Linked DNA regions of Mus musculus: regions 1, 2 and 4 are each linked to region 3. The links are chromatin contacts, called in public Hi-C and HiChIP or PLAC-seq maps. All regions are on one chromosome and are shown on one strand. Each heading gives the region's core, a stretch centred on a gene start, on an enhancer-like site or on the middle of the called end of the contact. The rest is flanking DNA. Distances are from core to core; before and after follow the strand shown.

Region 1 (6,392 bases), core at 1,870-4,369, 320 kb after region 3:
AGGGTTTTTTCTTTCCTTTGGTTCTTTGTTCCTGTTTCTCTTGTTTTGTTTTGTGTGTCCGTGGGTGGTTGATATTCAGTGTCTTCATCAATTGTCTTCTTTATTTCTGAGATAGAGTCTCTCATTGAATGGGGAGCTTGGCAGTTCGTTCTAACTGGCTGGCCAGCAGGCCCTAGAAGTTTTGGAATTAAAGGCTTGTGTGGCATCCACTCTATGTGGGTGCTGGGAATCAAACTCCGGTCCTCATGTTTGCATCACAAGTACTTTACCAACTGGGCTACCTCTCCATCCCTCTTTGGGTTCTTTCCCTTATTTTTAGAAGATGAAGTAAGTATAAGACATTTCCCAAATGTGAGCTGCTGGTGTGTCTCTTGGTTCCTCACAGTGGTGATGCCCTGCAGTGAGCTCCCTGGGGGAAAGATCTTGATCAGACTTCCAGGAGGAGCCCTGCAGGCTGCATGAGCCATTAGCAAGGTTACAACCCTTAGAGATGTGCAAGGGTCTCTGCAATGCAGTTCATAGATTACATAGGTTTTTCCTAGACTCCCATGCCAGCCGTCCCGGAGGCACCATCTCTACTTGTGGAATCTACGCCTTGGCCTGTGTGTGTGTCCATAAGTACCTTGTTTTTGGAAATCGTTTTAATGGGTAAATAGTCTCATATTTCCACTTTTACTCTTGGCATCTGTTTTAGGGAACACTGGTTTGTTATTACTTAAAGCTTATGCCTAGGTTTGGAATGTAGACTGCCCTGCCGGGGGGAATGTTAAGCCGAGAGAGCACTCTGTAGCCTGTGAGCACTCACAGGCCTTGTTACTACTCAGCTCTGTGAGCCTGTGAGCACTCACAGTCCGAGTTACTCACCGTGGCCACCCGCCTGCGTTGGTCTGTTCTCTAGGTGTGTAGCAGTCACCTGTCAGCCTGTTGCAACTTGTGTCTGTCCAGTTGAAATCACCTGTTTGGAGCAAGTAGTGGGAGTGTTGGGTGAGATGTCCAAGTTGTTGTTGTTGGTTGTTGGTGGACAGTAATCACAACAGTTTGCATTTGTGAAATGCTTATATATTTATAGTCATGCTTATATATTTATATACAAAGGAGGCAAGACTATCATGTCAGTATCTCTAGATGAAGGCTCTCAGAATTACTGTGTACACTGGGCCCGTTACTCACCACACAGGTACCTGTCCCTCACCGCCCTGACCCAAACTAAAAATTGTTGTAGGATGGAGTTCAGGGAGACTGGACACTGGTGTTTTGGAAACACACCCATTTTAAGGTTGTCCTTGAATTATGCAATATAACCCCACCCCTACTCCCACTGCCTACGTCTTTCTTTTCTCTTCATTCTACAATCTCGGCCTCATTTTCTCCACTCCTCATAACCCCTGTTTCTCCTGCCCTGCTGGCTCCTCTGTGGAAAACCTGGAGGGATTCTTCCTGTAGTCGTCTTATTTTTTTAAATTCATGTTTCTTGTTCACAAATTTAAATATTTTTATTAATGTTTTACTTTAATGCTCTGTCTGCATGTGCTGTCTTGTATTTGGGAGACAGAGAGACATCAGTTAGAATTATTTTATTCTCAGGAATTTATAACTAAATACCAGGAAAGGAGTCAAGGCCATGTGTATACACATGATTTACCTATGGGTAAATGACAGCAACTGCGGTGTGATGCCCAAACCTAATGTGTACACCACAGTTTAATTGAGTCTCCCTTGGTGCTGGCACAGGAGTAGGCTGTTCTGGGGTATCCAGATATGGAATGGAGGACATACGCCATGATGACATTTTCATGTTGGAGCCAGGAGTTTTCCAGTCCCTAAGAATAAAAGGAAGTGTTTCTGATTTTCAGATTTGACCTGGAGTCCACGAGGTCTAGAAACTGAGTCACACAGTGCTGAGCCTGAGTGGCAGGGCAGCCAGCCCTGTGGAGGTTCCCGGTCCCAGCATTTCACTTCACTTAAGTGAGCACAGCCAGCCCTTGGCAGCCTGCCACCTGCTGGGTTTGGTGGACAGGTCCCTGACACTTGACACTTTGATGCCTTTTCATGAAAATCCTGCAGGTTGTTGGAGACAGGCAGAGAACAGACTCCGGTGACTCCTGCTACTCTCATAACTACCAGGCTGGTCTGTGAGCCACAGTTTATGCTTTGGACGCAGAACTGGGCCACTGCTCTCTGTGTTTGTTTTGCTGAGTTGCCCTTAAAACGTGGAGAAACCTCTCCAAGCCTTTGTTTTACCAACAAAGCACAGTAAAGTAGACTTGGATAATTATCCCTGGAGTTGACTGGTATAAACAGAACCTTAAAGAACAGTCCCACTGGGAATAAAATGAGCCCTTCTTTGTAAGGGAGGAAGGGAGGTCGCTAGAGTGCTGCAGCACTGTTCATGTTAGCTACTCATTTAAGATTCACCTCCAGCTTTAGGTCCACCATGTGTGGGGGTTCAAAGTATCATATCCTGAGTGTTGACGAATCAGCTGACTTAAAATTGTCTAGGCTTGAAGTTCTAGATCGATGGTTACGGAGATGAGGGGGGAGGGAGGTGGCGGGTAGTGGGGTGGGTCAGTGGGCAAAGCTCATGCCATGCCAGTGTGAGAACCTGACTTCACATCCCTAGAACCCATGGAAAGCCAGGCATGACAATGCACATCTATAATCCTGCCTCCCTTTGGGACATGGGTGGTGGAGACATTGTACAGGTCAGCTAGTGGACATGAGCTGTGTCAGAGTGGAAGATGGGGACCAACCTCTGAAGTTGTTTTGGGTCTTCCACACAGGTCTTGTGACACATGCAGAAGCACACACAGAGGCACACACACATACACACACACACACACACACATACACACAGTCACACATGTACACAAACACACACACACACACACACAGGCATGCTCGTACACACAGAGATTTAAAGATATGGAGGATATACTATTTCAAAGCACAGATTGTTGTAGGTAATGATTATGTGACTCAGTTTAAACTGCTCAGCTTTCTATCCGGAGAAGTGAGAATAATAAATGAGGTATACCTTCACCCACGCTCCAGTCCTCTTTTATGCATAGCGTGGCTCAGAAGAGAAACTGCACTGGACTTAGCTCTGAAGATCGCCTGGGGAACACCCGCCCACCCTTGCTCAGGTTTCAGGAAAAGGCTCCCTGTTCAAGGACAATTACTCAGACTCTCCCTCTCTGTGGCTTTTGTGATCATGAACAGCTGGGTCCTAACCGCCTCTGAGACAAACCACCAGACTGCTGTGGGCAGCTCTGTTTCTTACTGAGTTCCTTTTTCACTAGGCTGAAATGTATCTTTGTAACTGCCCGAAATGTATCCTTGTAACTAACTGCCCAGGCGGTTTTCACTCTTTGCTTCTACTTTACAGAGTAATGTGAAGCAGTTCAGATTGGGGCATTTCAAGTTGTAGCAATCTGTAACTGAGAAAGGGGTCTTACGGCTGTTTCCTGTTTCTCACTATTCACTACGGCCAGTGAGACCGGTGCCTGTCACAGGAATGTTGTGCATGGGCACAAAGGACAGCTGTTGTTTCTCCCTCCTGATGCCCGGAAGTAGAACAGGGAGCCGTGGATGGAGATGAATGGAAGTACCAACCTTTTACTGCTTAATGAGAATAGCCGCCATGGTTTTCATGGCACTTAGGATGCCTTCTGGGATAAACAGTGCCTACATTTATTGGGCTATAAATAGTTTAAATGGTCAACCAGACCAATAATATGTAAAAATGTAGGTGAAAGAATGGTCACTAATGAAGACAGATATTTTCACTTTTTTTTTTAATGCACCTGTGTGTTTAACAGCCATTAAGTGTAAGACAGTTGCATATGGGACAGTGAAAAACTTGGTGACATAGCAGAGTGTTCATTGGTGTGAGGGCTTCGGGGGAGGGGAGGGTCTTTCCAGTGAGCAAAGGTATCAAATAATCACCACACAGAGTTACATCTTCATTCATAGAATCTGTACCAAAGGTCAGCTGCTGGAGAGCCAGCACCCGCCACCGCCAGCTGGTGGCCGGTGCCTGACTTGTTGCCAGTCCGCAGTGTGACTTGGAGGACTGGGCGGTACTACTCAGAATTGCATTTCCCTTCACTTTAAAAGGAGGCTAAACTTTCCTCCTCTTGCCTGTGCAGATTCTTAGGATTAAATGTCTTAAGACGTTTGGAGCTGAGTCTTAATGCTGCTGCGTCAGAGTCGTGTGGCTTTCGGATGGTTCTGGAAGCATTGCCATTCCGCTCCGCGTTGTGAAGATAGAGGTTGTACTAGTGCCTCTTGCTGGGCACTTGTGGGAAGCAAAGGAGTGACTTCCCACGGAGGACATAGAACAGGTGGGCAGTTAATGCCTAGTTCCTCATTACCTTTTGTGAATTTTTTGAAGGCTATGTGACAGTCTGTTTTTAGTGTTCTGTGTGTTTTTCTGTTTTTAGTTTTTTAAAGAACATATTGTTCAAATATAAAAATAGTACCTTAAGGGGTTAATGCAATGACTTGTCAGTGAGAAGTACTGCTGCTCTCACAGAGGAACTGAGTTTAGCTCCCAGCACCCACATCAGGCTCACAGCCTCCTGTAACTCCAGCTTCAGGGCATCTAGTGCCACCTTCTGGCTTCAAGGGGCAGTGCATTCAATGCACAGAAACTTACACATACATATAGCTTAAAATGATTTTAAAAGGGAGCGCTTCACTTAGAAATGTAGCCATTAAATAATCACATGGCATACATTCACACACACACACACACACACACACACACACACACACACTACACATACTCTTTAAATAAGATCAGCATCTTAGTTACCAAGCAAACCTAGAGAATTAATTCTCTTGACTAATCCCTCTGAGCCTCCTGACTGTTTTAAAGAACAGTATGACTTTATCAAGAAGGTTTAGTCATGATTCTGAAGACTTACTTACTCCTAATTGTCTTTTGTCTTCAGAGCTTTGGGATACATGGACTTATTCTAGAAATGGTCTTTAGCAGCCTTGTGAGTTCAGCAAGCCCTGGGTGGGATCAGGGTTCTAGCTTGCCTTCTCTAGTACTGTTGTAGTCTTGAAACTCTGTCCAGAGCTTGGCTAGTTTCATATATATAAGAAGGAATTCAAGCAATGTATTTGACTTTCAGTGGTTCTAAGATTGTCGTACCTCCGTGTCTCATTTAGACTTTAAAGAGTATAAAATGTTGATGAAGACCTCTACTTATCAAAGGCCCATTCATAATAATCCTCGTGGTTCATTTCACAGACGGCATATTCAGATAAACGTGCTGGCGATGACTGACCATGACTTCCCCTATTAAAGTGGCGGGGAATGCTTAGAATGTAGCTGCCAATTAGCTTACAAAGAGCCATTGAGTAAAGAAAAACAGCTTTAAACCTATTACAGCTAAGGTCTTTATAGATACAAAATTCTTTTATGTGTTTATTGTTTTAATATGTGAAACCGAGATTATTCTGTATTTTCAAATTCATTTCTTAGCCAAAATTAGTTTATCTCCTTGTTAAACAAGGTTTATTTGTAATTTGTGCGCGTGACTGTTTGGCTTGTATGTATGTGCACCACAAGCCTGTAGGTGCCTCTTCCAAAGGCACTGCACCCCTTGGACCAGGAGTTACAGCCAGCTGTGAGCTGCCTTGTGGGTGCTGGGAATCAACCCGTGATCCTCTAGAAGAGCAACCAGTGCACTTCACAACTGAATTCGTTTTCCAGCCTGCTAAAGTGATTTTATCTTTTTAAGAGCAAAAGGCCTTTGAGTTACTGCTGGCTCTACAGTCTCAGGAACAGTTTGGGTGAGCATGGGCTCTGCTGATATCAGTCTACGTCAGGATATAAGCACGGGTATTTATAGCTCACTAGTATAGATATTCATTGTCAACACCACTTGAAAGTTTGATAATAGAATAGGGGCATATGAACTTCCTCTTTCCCTGTTTAGCGATACAATTGAGGTTGTTGAATATTTTGTTTGATTCTTACATGGAATTTAATGTATTTCTTCACTAGTAGCTATATATTAAATACTTCTTGAACTCTAAATTCTTAAATTTCTAAATATTTATTTTTATGCTATATTATAGTCCTTCATAGCTTTTTTAAATTCTCCGTGAAGAAATAACTTTTAAATATGCAAAGAGAAGAGGTTAATGATATATGCTAGCCATTTGATTTTTCAGGATTTTGCATTTAAAAAACATCAGGTTTCTATCAAAGGATATAATGCATGTGTTCCGCAAAGTAGAAAGGAAACTTTCAAGAATAAAACCATACATGCCAGGACATAATTCCTTAACCCTGGGCCTGTGTGATCCAAGAAAGCTCTCTGCTTTAACTGACTCCTCATTTGTTAATGGGCATAGTAGGCTGGGAAGTTGTAATA
Region 2 (6,317 bases), core at 1,907-4,406, 500 kb after region 3:
AGGTCCTGAGTTCAAATCCCAGCAACCACATGGTGGTTCACAACCATCCATAACGAGATCTGACGCCCTCTTCTGGAGTGTCTGAAGACAGATACAGTGTACTTACATAAAATAAAAATTAAAAAAAAAAATCAACCCTAGGAGACTGTACACATGATCTTTTTAAACACTAGAATCATCAATCCATGATAAGTACAGGAATAAACATGACTATGTTCCTGGTGCTAAACATTCTTTAAAATTTGTTTCTGGTTTTAATCAACAGTTACAAAACATTTCTGAATGGCAACCCCTCTCCTAACTTCCAGGAATGTCTTTATTTAAGCTGTGACCTGGCCAAGCCACCAAGATCAAGCCCTGCAGTTTGGCTGGCGTGCTGGGGCTGTCATGTGATATCCGTTGACTCAGAGACTGTTGGGCAATCAATAGCTGCTAAATCAGTCCTGCTGAATGAAACTCCAGTGTAAAGCTACTGACATCAACACTCAAGTGACATCCCCCCGGGGTAGTGATGCTCCACCATGATGGTCACACACCAGCGCAGCAGGTCAGTGGGTTCATTATTCCATGGAAGAAGACCCTGAAGGCCTCATCCTTGGAACCTTTCCAGACTCTCCTACTTGTCTCTTCTTTTGACTGCTTTAGACCTATGTCATGGCCCTATTTTAAATGGTAATCAGAACATAATAGCTGTCAGGAAATTCAATGAAATGTAGCAAATTTGAAACCTCTTTCCTTGGGATTCACCCCGACTTGCAGGTAGTGTCAGACGGGAGACCAGTCATAGAACTAACTTCAAGCCTATAGATAATCTATGAGCAAACAATGTAGCTAAAGCTGGCCCTCAGTCAAAGTTTGCCAGCCCCTGTTCTAGCTCATTAAGGTATCTGTGCATGCAACAATTATGCTTGTGTTCATAAGTGCCATAGTCTAATAATCAAAAGGGACCTGTATACGTGTGTGTGTGTGTGTGTGTGTGTGTGTGTATAACAGGGAAACTGAACATTTTGTGGCAACGCTGATGCTAGATGCACATATGTATATGTAGATGCACACACACATGAAATTAGTATGTGCACTTTCCTAGGCTTCCCATTTCCATTTATATTTTTCCCCCAGTTCCAAAGTCTTTACTATTTTAGAAAAGATGATCCATCCAGTCAGTGGAATGAAGAACTCTGTCCATTAGTAGTGCTGAAAAGGACTATGGATTCTACTCCATGTCTACTCGTACACCCAGTCATGGGCACAAGACTTGTAGTCAGTCAGCTCTTCGGGCTTAAACCATAGACCCATCTCTTTCTCAGCACTCTCCATTGGATCGCTGCCAACATGAATGCAGAAATCCCCACAAAGGTGCCTGGTTTAGAATCTACTGGGTTTTTCTCTCCCAGCATCTCTTGGCCAGTTTTCACCACATAGAGCCCCTCCCAGCCCATGGCCACCACCGGCCCTGAGTTCATGTACTTCTCCAGTCCCGGGAAGAAAGGATAGTCTTTCAGGTCAATGTAATGGTGCTTCAGGTGTTCTTTAGAAACCCAAAGAAACTTCATGGCTACCAGGCAGAACCCCTTCTGCTCGAATCCCTTGATGATCTCGCCCACCAAGCCACGCTGCACTCCATCTGGCTTCATGGCGATGAAGGCTCAAGGTTGGCCATGGTCGGGAAGCCGGTGGGTCGGCTAGTGTCTGTGATGAGCAGAAGCAAAAAGACTAGCTCCGTTTATATTTTTAATGCCTTTGAAGAGGTCTAACCCTCTGCCAATCAACTCAAGTTTTCTACAGTGCTATTGTGGAAACCCAATAACCCTTCAGTGTGTGATTAGGACTATTAAATAGTATAATAAGAATCCCAGCATACTAAAATATATATTAAGAGATTTCAGGAAATGCTGAAATGTTTTCTAGGAAACATAAGGAATCTATATCTTTGAAACTGTAAGCCAGCCCCAATTAAATGTTTACTTTTATACTAGTTGCCTTGGTCATGGTGTCTCTTGACAGTAATAAACTCAAACTAAGACACACCCCCTTCTCCAGTTTCATCTCCTAGACTATTATGAAGTAATTGTTTTACTCCAGCAATTGTGCTCAACTTTGTGTCACAGAGACGAGTGGACACCTTATCTGGATGGAGAGCTACTGGCCTCTGGATAGATGCTCTCTATTCAGATAAGGTCCACTCAACTTTATGATGACTCTTCCTAATCTGACCCCAGGGCAAGAGGTGGGATAGGGAACCACACCCACTCTGTTCAGCAGTGAGCAGAGGCCCAGTCCTTCCTTCCGCTCAACACAGATAACATTTGCTTTACTACTTGAAAAATATTTCATTCTTCTTCCATTTTCATATATGCATGTGAGTGCGTGTGGTGCATGTGAGAGCGTGTGGTGTGCATGTGAGTGCATGTAGTGTGCATGTGAGTGCATGTGGTGTGCATGTGAGTGCATATGGTGTGCATGTGAGTGCATGTGGTGTGCATGTGAGTGTGTGTGGTGTGCATGTGAGTGCATGTGGTGTGCATGTGACTGAGTGTGGTGTGCATGTGAGTGCATGTGGTGTGCATGTGAGTGTGTGTGGTGTGCATGTGAGTGCGTGTTTTCACGTGCAGGGACACATGTGGCACTCTGAGGTTTGTGCCAGGGATCATGCTCTAGTCTACAGATTCCCTGTCCTGACTTCTGAGGCAGACTTCATGCTTCTGAAGCAAGCATTCAAGCCATTGAGCCATCTCCTCAGCCTCCTCAGCATGGAAAGTATTAAAGGGTACTAAAGCCTATAAAAATAAAAACTATTCAGTGGAAATTTACATATTTGCTCTACAGCCGATCAGCTCCTGTTGTGCACTGAGAATTTCCTAACACCCATTTTCCTGTCTAGCCCTCAGTATGTCACGGGTGACCAAGGTCATTTTGTCTTCTACAACCCTGTGCAGAGCAGAAGAGAAACTAAAGGACAGAGTCCTCTGTTTCCCAGCCCAAGCCTTCTTTGTTTCTTTCTCTAGCACTTGACAACGGTTCTACCACTCTTTTCAGAAAAGATTTTGCCACCCTCATCACCAGGAATCCCACTGAGGACTTCAAACATCCAGCTCACAGTAGGCTGCAGCCATCCAGGGGAGTTTCATAGCAGCCTATCTCTCAGAGTGCATTGGGAGGAAATTAGATCTACACGTTTCCTCTGGCATGGTGCAGTCTCCTGATTTCCTGTGGGGCAATAACTGAATAAAAGGCGTCTCTCAGAAACAATTCTTTTTGACTCCGTAGAAAGATTCCTTGCTTCACTCTGTAGCAGCCTCATTTCGGGAAGAATAATGCAATTCAGACTGCTAAACAAGGTCTGATAACTCAGCCAGACACACAGCGTTCAAGCAGTGGCCATGTATTGTTAATAACATGGCTTTAAAAGTTCACAAAGGGCAGGAGAGATGGTCCAGCAGTTAAGAGCACATGTTCCACTTGGAGGAGCCCTGGGTTCCGTTCCCATATCACTATCCAGTTTTAGGGAATCTGGACTCCGTGGATACTAAAGTACCTACATGGTACACAGACATACATGCAGGCAAAACATTCATACACATAAAATAAGAGTAAACTCATCTTTACAAACCTAAGAGTTGTCAAAGATAACCATATCCTCTAAGCTGAAGGACAAATTCCAGTTCGCACAAATGCACACACTGCTTTCCTGAGTCAGTACAGGTTACACCACAGTGTGTGCTACAGCTGTTGAGTGTTTTGTTGTTACTTGTTTGTTGTTATTATCTGGTTGGCGGGGTTTTTTTGGGTTTTGGGGACAAGGTTTCTCTGTGTATCTGTGGCTGTCCTGGAACTCACTGTGTAGACCAGACTGGCTTCAAACTCACAGAGATCCACCTGGCCACTGGGATTAAAAGCATGTTCTACCACCACCCAGCTCAGCTGTCAAGTCTTGGCTAAGGGGATTCTGTGCTGGGTTAGCTGTCCAGAAAGTCAGTTCTTCAGGGTCCAAAATCCAGAAACCCATCATCACCAAAACCAATTTCTGACTGTCTATTCAAATGCCGTATACCTCTCCCTCCTTCTCCTGGGCAACGCTTTATTTTTAGTTATTCTGCAGTAGAAATACAATTCCACCTTCAAGTTGTTTGAAAGTACAAGCACATCAATATTGCATGAGTTATTCAAATAATAAACAAACAAAACAGATGAGTGGAGCCAAAATACCATAAAGCAGAGATTCCTGAGTATTAAGCATTGTTGTCTTAAGAGAGCAATTACTGTCGAGTATACTATGTGAGGCCTGAGATATGCGGATATGTTATCTATGAAAGAGTTAGTTTAACCACAATATGTGTACTTAATTAATCTTTAAAGAAAACCAGGACCAAGACCAAAAGAAATTTTAAACATATTTTGGAGTTTATAAATTATCTCTTTTCTAATGCATTAGTGTCTGTAGCTTTTACTAATTCTAAGATTATTTTACAATTATTCACAGAGATTCTTTTTTAATAATATTTTATAAATTCTTTGAGAATTTGATACAATGTATTTTGAACATACTCACCTCCCTTCTCCAAGCCTCTCCTACAACTACTCCGCCCTCCCTCACCTTCCCAACCAACATTGAGTTTTCTTCTTCTTCTTCTTCTTCTTCTTCTTCTTCTTCTTCTTCTTCTTCTTCTTCTTCTTCTTCTTCTTCTTCTTCTTCTTCTTTTCTCCTCCTCTTCCTCCTCCTCCTCCTCCTCCTCCTCCTCCTTTTCCTCCCATCCAGGAAAACCAATCTTAGTAATCATGGCTACCCTTGTGTGTGGTCAACCTACCAGGGTCCTCATCATTAAACAATACTAACCTGTCCTCTCCCATCAGCTACCAAATACCAACAGAGCCTCAGCTAAGGGTGGGGTTTCATAGCCACCATCCCCCTGTGGTGGTTTGTATGTGAATAACCGCCATAGGTTCATATATTTTAATGCTTGGTCCCCAGCTGATGGGACTCTTAGAGGAGTGGCCTTGTTGGGGGACATGTGTCTCTGGAGTAGGCTTTGAGGTTTCAAGAGCCCATACCATTTCTAGCATGTTCTGGCACTCTTTCTGCCTCATGCTTGTAGATCAAGATGTGAGCTCTCAGCTACTGCTCCAACGCCATTCCTGCCTGCCTGCTGTTGTGCCCCTTACCATGAAGGCCATGGACACTAACCCTCAGGAACTGTAAGCTCCAAATAAACTCTTCTATAAGTTGCCTTGGCCACGGTGTCTTATCACAGCAATAGAGAAGTAACTAACAAGGAACTTACGCTAGGATTTGTCAGGATTGAGCTTGTCTATTCTGTGCACGCTGACACAGTCCTGTGAATCCATACCTGCAACTGCCTTGTTGTGTCCGGGAAGCATTGTTTCCCTGATGCTATCCGCTGTCCAGCTCACACAGGTCAGATGTGTATGTCCCGCTCGGGTAGAGCACTCCCCAGTCTCTGCGTCGGAGATTCTTAAGAGGGATGCTTTTTTTCAAAAGTTGCTTTGTAGAAGAGTTGGGAAGATGTGTCAGTGAGTGACTATAGGCTGCGGGAGCAAGGAGATCTGAGTTCAAATCACTAACAACCATGTAATCATGGAGCATGGCCACACATGTCCGCTGCCTTGGAATTGGGGCGTGGAAACAGGTGGAGAAATTAGATAGGGGTGAAGGGGTGGGAGAGAATCACTTGATTTCTCATTCAGTCTGACTATCTTGCTGTGTTTTCACTTTTGTAAAAGATAAATTTCTAGGGGCTGGTGAGGTGGCTCAGTGGGTTAGAGCACCCGACTGCTCTTCTGAAGGTCCAGAGTTCAAATCCCAGCAACCACATGGTGGCTCACAACCATCCGTAACGAGATCTGACTCCCTCTTCTGGAGTGTCTGAAGACAGCTACAATGTACTTACATGTAATAAATAAATAAATAAATAAATCTTTTAAAAAAAAAGGTAAATTTCTATATATAAAAAAATATGGCCAGAATAAAAATAACAAAAGTAATCATTAATCATTGAATGCTCTAAAGCTCCTTATCGGGTGGCTCAGTCAATGACATAACTTACAGGAGAATGCACTTTCAGACTTTGGTTTCTTAAGAAGTTGTGAAGATCAACCGCCCAGATCTCCCCCAAGGAAAGAATTGACATTTGGCTCTGGGTAAACAGTCAGTGACTTGTTGTGCGGTTTTGTTTGCTTGCTTGTTTATTCCCGGAGGTGACCAAAGGCTCCCTCTCCCCAGGGCTCGGGACATTTGGTGACAGTGTTTAGCGGAGGTGTAAGTTTGATCCATTTGGGATAGTATTATCCCAGAATTCTGT
Region 3 (6,024 bases), core at 1,056-3,555:
AATTGTCTGGATTCAGCACATAGGTGCTTTGGGAACAGAGCAGATTTTTGTGTTGTGAGACACTGGGCTCAAAGCGTGTCCTTATGAAGAATTGTATTAGCACACTCACAAAAATTGGCCTTCAGTGGGACATGGAAAATTTGAGAAAGTGTCCAGGTCCTTCCAGTTCTCTGCACTTTGTCTCTTTGACGATGCGTGAACCCTCAGCAGGCAGGGTTCTGGCTTGTGTATCTGTTCAGACTTAGTGACCTGCTAATGACTCTGTCTGCTACGGAATCTTCCAAGCTCTGTCTTCTATACTCTCAGTCAGTATGAGGGATTCTCCCTGGTGGCTGTTCTCAGTTTTGCCATACTTTAGGTACTTAAGAGCTGACATCGTCACCTGACATCTCTAGGTAACTATGTCTGCCATGAAACATGAAGAAAGGGGAGCATTCTCTCAAATGTTTAGAAACCTGCACATTTTAAGTCTAGATTTAAAACCAGAATGGTTGGTGGGCTAGGAAGGTGGCTTCATATAACATTAAATGGATAAGAAGATGCAACTGGGGTGAAATAGTTCTGTGGGGAGGGGGAGTTATAAGCTGGGGGCTGTGGGGAAAGGCTTGAAACCAAGGACAACAGGAGGCCCTAAGAGCCCGTGCACCACAAAGAGGTATTGTTAGCAATGGTGCCTCTTGCTGGCTGTATTATAGCTCTTAATTGTATGTGAGGCATTTTATGGATATGGCCTAATACCAAGAAAGCCAAAGTAAGGCTTTCAGGGAACTCTTTATTATCCTTTGATAGAAGGATAGAAGACACGCTGTTTGTTTAAGCAAACAGGCTTGGAGAAATGAAGTGACTTGTTCAAAGCCACGGGACTGTGTGAAGTCAGAGTCAGGATGTAACCTCTCACTTTGGACTCCAAGAGCATCTGCCTTTATTCGCCATCCCTAGTCACAGCTCGTGCAGAGATGTTGAATCCCAGTTCATATTCAGCTCCACAGTCCCGGTCTTGACAGCATATTAGGACCTCCTGGGACATTTGGAAGAAATAGTGATATCAGATATTGTAAGGCATTAATATTTCATCCCCTTATCAGTGATTCTCCGTGGTGTCCATGGTGCCGCTATGGAGATCCTGTGCACTCAGGATGGTTCCGTGAGTGTTAGCTTGATGCTCTCACAAGTACAAAGACAAGCAGATGCCAGCTTGCTGGTATTACGGGCTCACAATCTGATCTAATCATGCAACTCTATGCAGCAGAGATAAGCTGTGCACAATACAAAGTTATTCTTACTGCCTGGAGATGCTCAGCACACACAAGTCTTAATGAGCGTTCTGCTTGTCTACGTGTTCAGACACAGTGACCTGCCAGTGACTCCTTGTCTGTTTAGAACCTTCCAGGCTCCATCTTTGCTATTTTACTCAGTTTGAGGAATCTTCCCTAGTGACTGTTCTCATCTCCCCTGGTGACTGGTCTCGGCTTTGCCACACTTTGGATTTTTAAGGGTGTAATGCTGACATCTCTAGGCAACTATGTCTGCCATGAACCATGAAGAAGGGGAGCAATCTCTCAGATATTTAGGGATGTGTACAAAACAGTATTGTCTCCTGGTGCCCTCATACCACCAAGCAGCTACCAGGAAGCGTCTGTGGAGAAGTGGTTCCTTGTGGGTGGGCAGTTAAACTGGGCTGGTGGAGAAGGCACCAGAACCGAGGACAGTCACAGGCCTTAAGAGCTCACATCCCATGAGAGGGGTGCTGTTAACATGGCACTGCTCATAGATAGCGTTACCAAAATCACCAGATGGGAGATGGACATTTCCTGCCAGCGCGTGGGATGCTCTGAAGAGGTAATCAGCATGCTCAGAGCCCCCAAGCACAGACTAAAGTAAAAGAAAGAATAGTCATGTAGCAACCCAGCCGTTTCCACAAGGCAGCTCCTGCACACAGATGCTCCCGGCTTCAGCTCTCCAGACAGTGATGCGACTCACTGGCTTCAGGAGCTGCATCTTTGTAACATCTTTCCCCAGGATTTAACCTAATTCTGTGCTAGGCTCTCAGGTGCCTAGAGCATCATGTGTAGATTGTAACATGACATTTGTTCTAAGATGGAAGTCATTCAAAGAATTCACAGGAAGTGTTCACCAACCAACTAACGTGTACTTGCTTTTAAGGGGCAGCTGAGGGAGAAAATCGACAGAGCTGCCGTGTAACAGTTGAGCTGTTGATTCTGGGGACGCTGCTAATGGCTTTACATGTGTCAGGAAGGGACATCCTTTCTCCTTTATGTGAGGGTGACTCACATAGTAGTAGCACTATAAAAAGAAAGTCATATATTCATAGCATGACTTTCTGTTAAAATTAGAACAGCAGCACTTTGAAGAACTTAAAAAAACAAAGAACCCTCTACATCTAATCTACTAGAAGCTTCCTAAGGAAAACAAAACAATAAATCCTAGTGGAAGACTTTCTTTGTGTGAGTACAAGCTGGGAAGAAATGTCTTAATTTGGTTGTCAAAGATAGAATAGTAGTTTAAAAATGTATTCCTGTTTTTCCAATTTATACTTTGATTTAGGGAGCCCTCTAAAGACATAAAAATGAGTGATATGTGGTTTCTTCCCATAGTGCGGATGTTTAGAGTTCAGATCTTAGGAGCCATGGAGCAGAACAGAAAAGGGAAAAGATCCATTAGCATCCTCAATGTACGTATGCAGAGTTAAGTCTGGGTTTTATGTGATACTATAGTGTCTAGACACGCTTTCCAAACCAGGATTCCATTTTATAGTCTTAGGATACTTGAAAGGGTCACAGTTAGGGTTGGGGTACAGTTGGCAGCTATGACTGAGCTGATCGGAATAAGAGTTTGAAATCAAGAAAATACCAAGGACATACCAGGTTCTAAGAAACAGAAATCAAAGCTGGGTAGTGGTGGTGCACGCCTTTAATCCCAGCACTTGGGAGGCAGAGGCAGGCGGATTTCTGAGTTCGAGGCCAGCCTGGTCTACAGAGTGAGTTCCAGGACAGCCAGGGCTACACAGAGAAAAACCCTGTCTCAAAAACAAAACAAAACAAAACAAAACAAAACAAAACAAAACAAAACAAAACAAACAAAACAAAACAACCAGAAATCAGTGGAGGTTAATGTGGGGCAGGACTTCAGTGTGAATCAGGAGTCAGTGAGGTGAGAAGGGGTCTCTCTCCAAGGCCAAGGACCTCATGTCCATAGATACACATACAATCCCCAGATGAAGGCTGTTTGCTTTGGCCAGTGGGGAGAAACTGGCTACAGCTTTTCTCTGGGAGGACCCCACCAACTAGTGACTGCAGGTATGGTCCTGATGGTGGTTGGAGAACCTTCTAGCCTTAGATAATCATTCTTTTCATGAGGCTACCATGCAGCACAGACTACCAGTCTCCCCTCCCTCCATCATTTAAAATTAGTACAGTGGGGCTGGAGACATGGCTGACTGATTAAGGACACTGGCTGCTCTTGCAGAAGACCTGGTTCAGTTCCCAGCGCCCACATGGTAGCTCACAACTGTTTGTAACTCCAGTTCCAGGGGAGCTGATGCCCTCTTCTGACCTCTCTGGGTACTGCATGCACATGGTGCACAGACATATATGCAGGCAAAACACTCATATATATGCTATCGTAATGCTTCTACTTGGTGAGGTTGGAGAATGGGTTGTCCATGGATGAAATTCACCTTCTGAGTGCTAAAGACTTGATTTATAGTAGTGATATAAATATACAAAATGGCTGAATGTGGTATCACACACCTTTAACCCAAGCACTGGGAAGGCAGAGGTAGGTGGATCTCTGTGAGTTCTAGGCCAGCCAGGCCACATAGAGAGACCCTGTCTCAAACAATAAAACAAAGTGGGTGTCGGAGAGCATATTAAATGTGTTTGATTGGTCCTAACCTCATGAAATGGATTGGACACAGCTCTTGGTGACCCAGAGCTACGCAATATATGGAATTGTTCACCCCACAGCAAAGTGCTCTGGACTGCTCAAATGAACTGGAAGAAAAGACAACTTTGCCGGGCTGTGGTGGCGCATGTCTTTAATCCCAGCACTCAGGAGGCAGAGGCAGGCAGATTTCTGAGTTCGAGGCCAGCCTGGTCTACAGAGTGAGTTCCAGGACAGCCAGGACTACACAGAGAAACCCTGTCTCGAAAAAACAAAACAAAACAAAAAAGACAACTTTTTGTTGTTGTCTTTCAAAGAACACTTGCATCTCTTCTTGTGAATTATGACGTTATGATCAGGTCAGCAAACAGTGTGAGGCTCTCACATATGACAGTCACCTGACTGGCCAGCTTCAACTTGATCCAGAGGGACCCCAGAGTGTCAAATGGCCAGTCTGGGTAGCGTGGAAAGTGTGTGTGTGTGTGTGTGTGTGTGTGTGTGTGTGTGTGTGTGTGTGTGTGTGTGTGGAGGAGCAGAGGCAGGGTCAGAAGTGTTGATATAGACTTTAAGAGGAGGAACTTGAAATACTTTTCATGGAAAAAGTGTACATTTAATTTTAACATTTAATTCAAAATGTCTGAACTCCAGATAAACGTAAGAGTATCTCTTAGAGCTCCCTGTCTGGACAGTCCCCACTCTTATCATATCTTTTCATTCCCCGTAACTGGTTGGCACACACTCCAGCAAAGGGTTGTGTAATTTAGAACAATTTGCAACAATAAAAAGTGAAGTGAGTTTCTTCCTTCTGTCTTTTTTCCTTCATTTATGATTTAAATACCTCACATAAATGTGCTTATTCTTGGATCAAAGCTATTGATTATTGTCTCTTTGAGGGTATTAAACATATGAGAAATTCTATACGGCATGGTGCAGGGCTATCTGCAGAGAGGCCCCTAAGGAGAAGGGCTGACCTGGAATACCACAAGTGCTGACTGTTCTAAGCTGGCATAGAGAAAAACCAGAACCTGTGGCTCACACTTCTTATTTCTAGGAATTAAATTGGCATCACATTTATTTGGTTCAATATCAAAATCTAACAAAACACTGTTTCCCCAGAAAACATGTTAAAGAAAACCCTGTACACTCTCTTTATTTTTAGCTCACTTATCTGTTGGTGCATGGCAACATTGTAACACGGAGGGTACCAGGAGGGAAGCCTGCATCAAACAGTGGCACCTGGGCATACCTAACCTTTTAAAGCCTTGGTTAACTCATTTGAAAAATGGATATAACAGGATGGTTTTGAGTGTTAAATGAGATAGAGTAGTCAGATTATTATCAGAGGGTTTTCTTTTTTTTTTTTCCATTTTTTATTAGGTATTTAGCTCATTTACATTTCCAATGCTATACCAAAAGTCCCCCATATCCACCCACCCCCACTCCCCTGCCCACCCACTCCCCCTTTTTGGCCCTGGTGTTCCCCTGTACTGGGGCATATAAAGTTTGCAAGTCCAATGGGCCTCTCTTTGCAGTGATGGCCGACTAGGCCATCTTTTGATATATATGCAGCTAGAGTCAAGAGCTCCGGGGTACTGGTTAGTTCATAATGTTGTTCCACCTATAGGGTTGCAGATCCCTTTAGCTCCTTGGCTACTTTCTCTAGCTCCTCCATTGGGAGCCCTATGATCCATCCATTAGCTGACTGTGAGCATCCACTTCTGTGTTTGCTAGGCCCCGGCATAGTCTCACAAGAGACAGCTACATCTGGGTCCTTTCAATAAAATCTTGCTAGTGTATGCAATGGTGTCAGCGTTTGGATGCTGATTATGGGGTGGATCCCTGGATATGGCAGTCTCTACATGGTCCATCCTTTCATCTCAGCTCCAAACTTTGTCTCTGTAACTCCTTCCATGGGTGTTTTGTTCCCAAATCTAAGGAGGGGCATAGTGTCCACACTTCAGTCTTCATTCTTCTTGAGTTTCATGTGTTTAGCAAATTATATCTTATATCTTGGGAATCCTAGGTTTGGGGCTAATATCCACTTATCAGTGAGTACATATTGTGTGAGTTTCTTTGTGAATGTGTTACCTCACTCAGGATGATGCCCTCCAGGTCCATCCA
Region 4 (6,026 bases), core at 815-3,314, 300 kb after region 3:
CACCTGCAGCAGCTGAGATTATCTGTCGATTATCAAAACCAGGCGTGGAAAGTACCTGCTGTTTGTTCTCCCACCCTCTTCCCCTTCCTCTCTTCCTTCCTTCCCTCTCCCTCTTTCTCTCCCAATCTCATTATATAGCTCAGTCCTGCTTTGAACTCGAGATCCTCCCGGCTCAGGCACCCAAGTACTGGGATCATTTTATTTTCAGTAGTGATAAATGGTACATGACACTCAATGGAGCATTCTAACATTTGAACTCATTGTAAGTTAAAGTCAAGTGAAGAAAGCAGGCAGTGCTTAGAAAGAGCTCCCGAGTAGGCCATCGGTGATCTTCTGCTTCCCCCGTGAGATGGAGACTTTAAGCAGTTTATGCTAAGCCGCAGACATCCCACAAGAGACCAGCCTGGGTTGGCACTGACTTGTGGCATGCCCAGTGTGTCTTCATGAGGGAGAGATTCCTCAGCAGCTCCTCAGCAGCTCTGTGTGTGGATCTACAGAGCCTCCTCCTTCTGTGTCTCTGAGGGAGGTCCAGTCTGCTCTACCTGAGCTGTAGCGGCAGGATGCCTTGCCATGTCTAGACTCTTCCTTCCTTTGGCCTATCCCTGCAGGTTGGTGTTGCTTGTTGAAAAGAATACTGTATCACTGGCTAATTTAATACTTAGGCCGCTTGACCACTGGGAAAAGATCAGCAGATGGCAGTGATCTGAAGGGAAGGTTGCCTTCTCAGATATTTTCCAGATGCTGTGCTGGTGTGTCCTTCACAGCTGTCTTGTTTGGGCTCTCAGTCTTGGGTTCACATAGGAGTCAGCTCTTGACCCACCAGCCATACTTCACGCCAGTTGTGTGTGCCCAACAGAACTGTTGGAAGATACGATGACTGCATGCTGCCTCCTGACTTAACCGTTCTGCCTATGCAGCCTCAACGAACCACTTTCCTTTTCACTCCATGTCCCTGGATGCAAGGCTTCCATTGGCTTCTTATCTTGCCCAATACTTGGTTTTAATAAGCTTAATTATTTCAAAAGCACATCTTGTTTAATAATCACCAGAAAACCGTTCCTCCGAAAAAACCAGGAAGGCAGCAGTGGCGATGTTCGGGACGTGGTGCAGACAGGATTGCAAATACTTGCTTTGCCTGGCTTTAGGGTCCATGACTACATTGAATTTTCCTTTGTCACCCTATTTCTACCCCAGCCACACTGCCTTGCCTTGGGAGATGACTTGATTGAAAGGCAATGGCAAATTGTGTTTGTGTCTCTACTAGGACCTTAATAGACCGTTTATTCCCAAATGTAAACATATTAGGAAACCTTCAGTTTGGTGACTCATTAGTTTGATGAGGAAAATGTCCTAATAAAGATAAAGAAACTGTAACTGGTTTTTAAAGCTGCAGAGGAAAAAATGTTGGGGCATTTGAGGTCAACTGCTTACCCCTGTTCTTTCGATCTCATTTAGTGTTTGCTCATGGGAACAGACAGATTGGTCTCAGGGGTGATCTGTGTCTTTCTTTTCTAAACTAATGTACCATTCATGGATGCTTCATTTCCTGAGTTTCTTTCTGCATAGGCAGAAGCCTGGGATGAGATTTCCCAAAAATAACCGGCAGCTTTCCCTTTCCTCCTACAAGTATCCCGAGGTTGGCAACGAGTGCAGCTTGCTTTTATCAGATGTAAAGGGTCAGTGGTGGCTAAATAGAATCAGAGGCTCCTGCTTGTCGGAACTGTCTAGCCGTAGTTACATAGGCAGAACCTGTATCATCCACTTGGAGAAAGTCTCTTAGCACTAGTAGGATTTTATGTTGTGCTACATCATTTTGCTAAGGCTAAATGTGCCAGTGTGTTTGATACCACTGCTTCTAGACTTTGTTAGAATGCTTGTCAAACAGGAAACATAAAGATCCAAATGTCACTTTCATTGTGACATAACTTGAAGGTATTGCCGCACACCCCTCTCCCCGCCCCACTTCTTCTTCTGGTTACTGGCTGGGTCTTGCTGGACTAGGGGAAGATAGAGAAAGCACAAAGAGTCAGAATGAGTCAGTCAGTTAGCTGTCGTGAAGCCACGTGTGTGAAAGTGTGAGCATTTGCATAATGATGCAAGAGCACGTGGTCGTGGATGTGACAAGCTGTCTCACAGTGGTCCCAGTATATTCTAGTTAAATAGCTTTCTAATGACACCCGGTAATGAAGTGCTTTTTCTAAGCTGTGGTCTTGCCTATGCTGTAGATCATACTCTGCCACACTCTCCAGTATCCTGATGGCATTCTGGGTGCCTTTAACTTGTGGTAATCGGCAGACGAGCCAGCCCTAGGAGCAACAGGAAGGCTCTGCCAGCAGCTATCGTGAGGCAGTTGTGCTCACAGTTTTGTGTGTCCTGCCAGGGGCACAGCGCGTGGTGTGTTGGTGGAAATAGGCCAGAGCTGCTCAGAGACTGCAGGGCGGGGGGCAGAGAGGAGCCTACCCATCTGTTCACGCCAGGTTGGGACGAGGCAGGGCAAAGAGGTCAAGAGTTGGGTAGCGTCTGAGCTGAGCCATGATTGATTCAGTCCATGTCTGTTTTGGATCCCTGTCCCTACATGTGACTTTCTAACTTTGTAATGAAGCTTTAAATCCCCCACTTTCTAACTAGGAGCTGGGTGTGGTGGAAAGCCAGATCTGGGTCACTCAAACTGACTTTGAGTCCTGGGAGCCACCTAACATCCGCTTGACCTTCCCGAGCAATTACATCAAAAAGATAATAAGCTCTTGCACATGTGGCTGACAGGAATAAGTGAGATATGTAACCACATTTATCCACCCCGCCCTCCAAAGGTGAATGTCAAGGAATGAAAGATGCTTGATAAAGCAGGAAGACGGGGTTAGTCGGGATGACGAGAAGGCACCGTTTGTTAATAGTGCCGGCGTTATTTTAAGTGTTTTCTTGCCATTTGGTCGCTCATACAAACTGGGTTAGTATTTCATCCTCACCTGAGAGTTGGGAACTCTGAGGCTGTAGCAGCTACAGTTTTATTAGTCTCATCCACCTGGCTCCACTGCTCTTATTATATACGAGGATGTCAGCAATGGCACCTCAGATCTCTGCAGGCCTCCATCTCTGGAAAAACCCCCGTCCTCAGGAGAAAAGGCGGGAGATGGCTGAGACTGGAGAAGAAAGGTCACGTGAGCACAGAACAGCAGTACCTGCCCAGGGTTACTAACTCATGTGTGGCTGGATTGGGACTCAAACTTTTCTCCCTTTGACTTTTGTGTTTACACTGATCGAGAATCCTTTGAAAAATGGTTTCTGCTAAAATTTGTTAGTGTGGGACAGACACAAGGATGTTAGTCACGTTTCTAGAGGAACTCTGGTCAGAAGGGCAGATCTAGCCCGGAGCCACATAGCTCACTTCAGAGGGCTTCACGCGAGCTGGAAATGTAGTGAGGTGTCTGTTTTCTGGGCCCCTTGGAACTGGGGCTTGATTTGCAGTTCCTCCTGAGAGTCTAGAAGCACCAGGCGAAACACGAGGTGCCAAGGCATTCATGGAGGTCACACCTGGGAGGAAGTTAATGGGTTCCGTCCCGCCCCCAGTGATGGAATGTCAGAGACCTTCTTCCAGCACTAGTTGGCTCCCTGGACATTGGAAGCAGCACAGTTTTAGCGTGTGAGCAAAATGAGAGGCAAAGTATTGCCCAGTGGCCTCCCGGGATAATGTGGTTCTGCCGCTGGGGATGTCTGTGACCATGCCCTTGGCAAACCGCTGTCAGAGGAATTAATGAGATCCCCGAAGGCTCCAGAGCAGCTGTGGAGGTAAATACCCACCGTCACCTGCAGGGTGGCTTACCTGTGGGCGAGAGACATTTTGGACTCACGAGGGCCTGAGTCGATCTCATTTAGTACTAGGGATAAGGAACACACAGACAGAAGTAAATATTTAGAGGTACTGGTCTTTTCTGTTGCTATTTTTCTGTTTCATTTCTTCTTGGCCTATAGGCCCTTTAATATGGGATTATTTCCCAAAGGCTTGCTGGCATCGTTTGACCTACTTACTAAGAAGGATTTGATTGACTTCCTTGCCAACAAGGATTACCATGCCAGCAGAAGAAAGAAAGCAAGACTTTGTGAACAACTTTAACCGACCATGAAGAAGACCATTTATTTTAATTTGGTATATTGCTCACAAAGTTCAAGATTTTCAGGCTGGTCTTGTTTTATATGTGCTTCTTAAAATTCCTATGTCAAGAACTTTAGATGACTATTAGAGATCCTTTGATTGCTAATAAGAAAGGTCAAGGTTGAACGGAGTGGTCGAGATCACCCAGCGTTGCTTGTTACGGAAGTGACAGCTGGCGGCTTTCTTCCCACCACATAGAAATGACCTTATTGAGTTTAAAAGCCATTCAGTCCCTATTAGGCAGCAAAAAAGAATTTAAAAGAATATTCTAAGTGTTAGTATTGTAGAAAAAGAGCGTTCCTGTTCTTGTTGTATTGAGATGCCCTTTTCCAGAGCTTTGTTTAGGAAGTACCATGTATGCCAGGTGAATAAGCAGGAAGACCCTAAGTTGAATAGTGGGGGAGGTCACCCCATAAAACATGAAAGCTTCTGATGCTGATGCTGTGTGGCCAAATGTAATAGGGCTTTGTTCCAGCCTTCCCCAGAAGCACCGGTAGGACACTTGTGCCATGTCCAGTGGTCACTCACATCATCACAGACACAGCTGTGAGTTGGCAAGACTTACTGACAGCTGTAACAAAGGGCAGAGGGAGGGACAAGTCTGTGAGGTGTGAGCTGTGTGTGACCATGTCCCCCTCGACTTGAGCACTCCTCACTCTCTCTGTCTGTGTGCTTCTGGACGGCAGCTCTCCGAAGGCGAGAGAGCTCGCAACTCTGGCGGGATAGCATCAAGTGGCAACTGTCGTCAGCGTGTGTAGACTGCTGTGCCACTGTGAAATCACATGTTAGAGCTGCCCCGTGAGGTGGCCCAGTGACCATCCCCTTATTAGACAAGACAAAAATATCCTGCCCAAGGGAAGAGAGTGTGAAGGGGGGGGGGGGTGGTTGATCCAGTGTGGGACCTAGGTGCTGATCTAAGTAGGGTCATGTGATTATATTCACACATCAAAGTGAAAAATTTGTTGCTTAAACTCAAGAATCTGAACTACAGGACTGATGCTGTTCTTCAGTCCCAAATCTTTTTAAAAGGTAAAACATGGCTTTATTTCTCCTTCCTCGTTAAGCCCTGAGGTTCTATGGCCTCAGACCACCAGGTCTAAGCATGAGAGTGAGCTATAAAGCTTCTTGTCTGCATGCCTTTGGCCAAACTACTCTCCCGCCCACAGTGCCTCCACCTATAAAATAGCTCTGCTTGTAATACTTCTGTGCATGGTCCACAGAAAGAATGCTGTAGGTGCTTAGTGCAGTGCCTGGTACCTAGTAAGGGCTCTTAGTCAGTGCTCAGTGATGGTGACAAGGAGGGCAGGGAAGGGCTTGGTATGGTGATCAATGCTACGTTGGTTTTCAGTGGCCTTGAAGTTTTAAAACATGGAATTTTCTGTCCACCTGAACTCTTGGGAATGCTGAGTGACATCCCTAATGGACACAGCCTCTTCTGCTACACACACGCTCTGTAGCTTCCTGAGCAGTAGTTTCCAGGAAGAGCAGCAACTTTTGGGCCTCACTCATCATCTGTTTCCTATTTGTTCCACATACTCCAGTTTAAACTTTCAAGGTCATTCCACCCCCTCAAAGACTGGAAGCAGCTGGACCTATGGCTCACGCTGACTTGCTGGACCTATGGCTCACGTTGACTTGCTGGACCTATGGCTCGCACTGACTCCGTATCTTCTAAAGGTCAGCGTATCCCACAGCCTCTCTAGAGTGAGCCCTTTGAATCAGCATCTGAAGATATATAAATATGCACACCCCCAGCAGAATCAAGTACTTCAACGTGTTAAAATTGTGTGTGTGTGTGTGTGTGTGTGTGTGTGTGTGTGCAGATGCACGAATCATGCCAAGCATGTGGAGATCAGAGGACAACTTGTGGGAGTTC

The links. A called contact is a pair of places that touch in the nucleus more often than the background predicts. HiChIP or PLAC-seq counts read pairs in DNA pulled down with a chosen protein or histone mark.
Region 1: a Hi-C map of bone marrow-derived macrophages shows a contact between it and region 3, with 18 read pairs. The contact joins two enhancer-like sites. A contact is called at or near these places in 1 of 15 datasets of contacts at CTCF or cohesin (pro-B cells), 6 of 484 Hi-C or Micro-C datasets (the Ba/F3 cell line, bone marrow-derived macrophages, embryonic stem cells and 2 more), 4 of 115 datasets of contacts at active chromatin or transcription factors (bone marrow-derived macrophages, large pre-B cells, memory CD8 T cells and 1 more) and 3 of 9 other capture datasets (adipose tissue, embryonic stem cells and liver).
Region 2: an H3K4me3 HiChIP or PLAC-seq map of bone marrow-derived macrophages shows a contact between it and region 3, with 4 times the contacts expected there. The contact joins two enhancer-like sites. A contact is called at or near these places in 1 of 39 promoter capture datasets (the SN4741 cell line), 1 of 15 datasets of contacts at CTCF or cohesin (the NIH/3T3 cell line), 1 of 484 Hi-C or Micro-C datasets (bone marrow-derived macrophages) and 2 of 115 datasets of contacts at active chromatin or transcription factors (bone marrow-derived macrophages and embryonic basal ganglia).
Region 4: a Hi-C map of bone marrow-derived macrophages shows a contact between it and region 3, with 30 read pairs. The contact joins two enhancer-like sites. A contact is called at or near these places in 2 of 484 Hi-C or Micro-C datasets (bone marrow-derived macrophages and nephron progenitors), 3 of 115 datasets of contacts at active chromatin or transcription factors (bone marrow-derived macrophages, embryonic fibroblasts and microglia) and 2 of 9 other capture datasets (embryonic stem cells and liver).

What each region holds. Positions count from the first base shown.
Region 1 is chr13:94,113,687-94,120,078 of GRCm38.p6, forward strand. The region is part of intron 1 of Lhfpl2 (lipoma HMGIC fusion partner-like 2); the gene reads left to right. Among named protein-coding and RNA genes, the nearest start is that of Lhfpl2, 59 kb to the left of the region's middle. Within about 2 kb of position 3,120, at least 142 of the 459 cell types and tissues checked have an H3K27ac peak or open chromatin away from gene starts, as enhancers often do. A contact at or near this core is called in bone marrow-derived macrophages, where this site is marked.
Region 2 is chr13:94,298,200-94,304,516 of GRCm38.p6, forward strand. Gm38653 (a long non-coding RNA gene) reads right to left here. Exons shown (of 3, transcript XR_003950583.1): 3 at 4,697-6,317. It also overlaps the pseudogene Gm5668. Among named protein-coding and RNA genes, the nearest start is that of Gm32089, 4.3 kb to the left of the region's middle. Within about 2 kb of position 3,157, at least 19 of the 459 cell types and tissues checked have an H3K27ac peak or open chromatin away from gene starts, as enhancers often do. A contact at or near this core is called in bone marrow-derived macrophages, where this site is marked.
Region 3 is chr13:93,794,931-93,800,954 of GRCm38.p6, forward strand. The region is part of intron 3 of Arsb (arylsulfatase B); the gene reads left to right. Among named protein-coding and RNA genes, the nearest start is that of Mir5624, 7.2 kb to the left of the region's middle. Within about 2 kb of position 2,306, at least 7 of the 459 cell types and tissues checked have an H3K27ac peak or open chromatin away from gene starts, as enhancers often do. A contact at or near this core is called in bone marrow-derived macrophages, where this site is marked.
Region 4 is chr13:94,096,512-94,102,537 of GRCm38.p6, forward strand. The region is part of intron 1 of Lhfpl2 (lipoma HMGIC fusion partner-like 2); the gene reads left to right. Among named protein-coding and RNA genes, the nearest start is that of Lhfpl2, 42 kb to the left of the region's middle. Within about 2 kb of position 2,065, at least 110 of the 459 cell types and tissues checked have an H3K27ac peak or open chromatin away from gene starts, as enhancers often do. A contact at or near this core is called in bone marrow-derived macrophages, where this site is marked.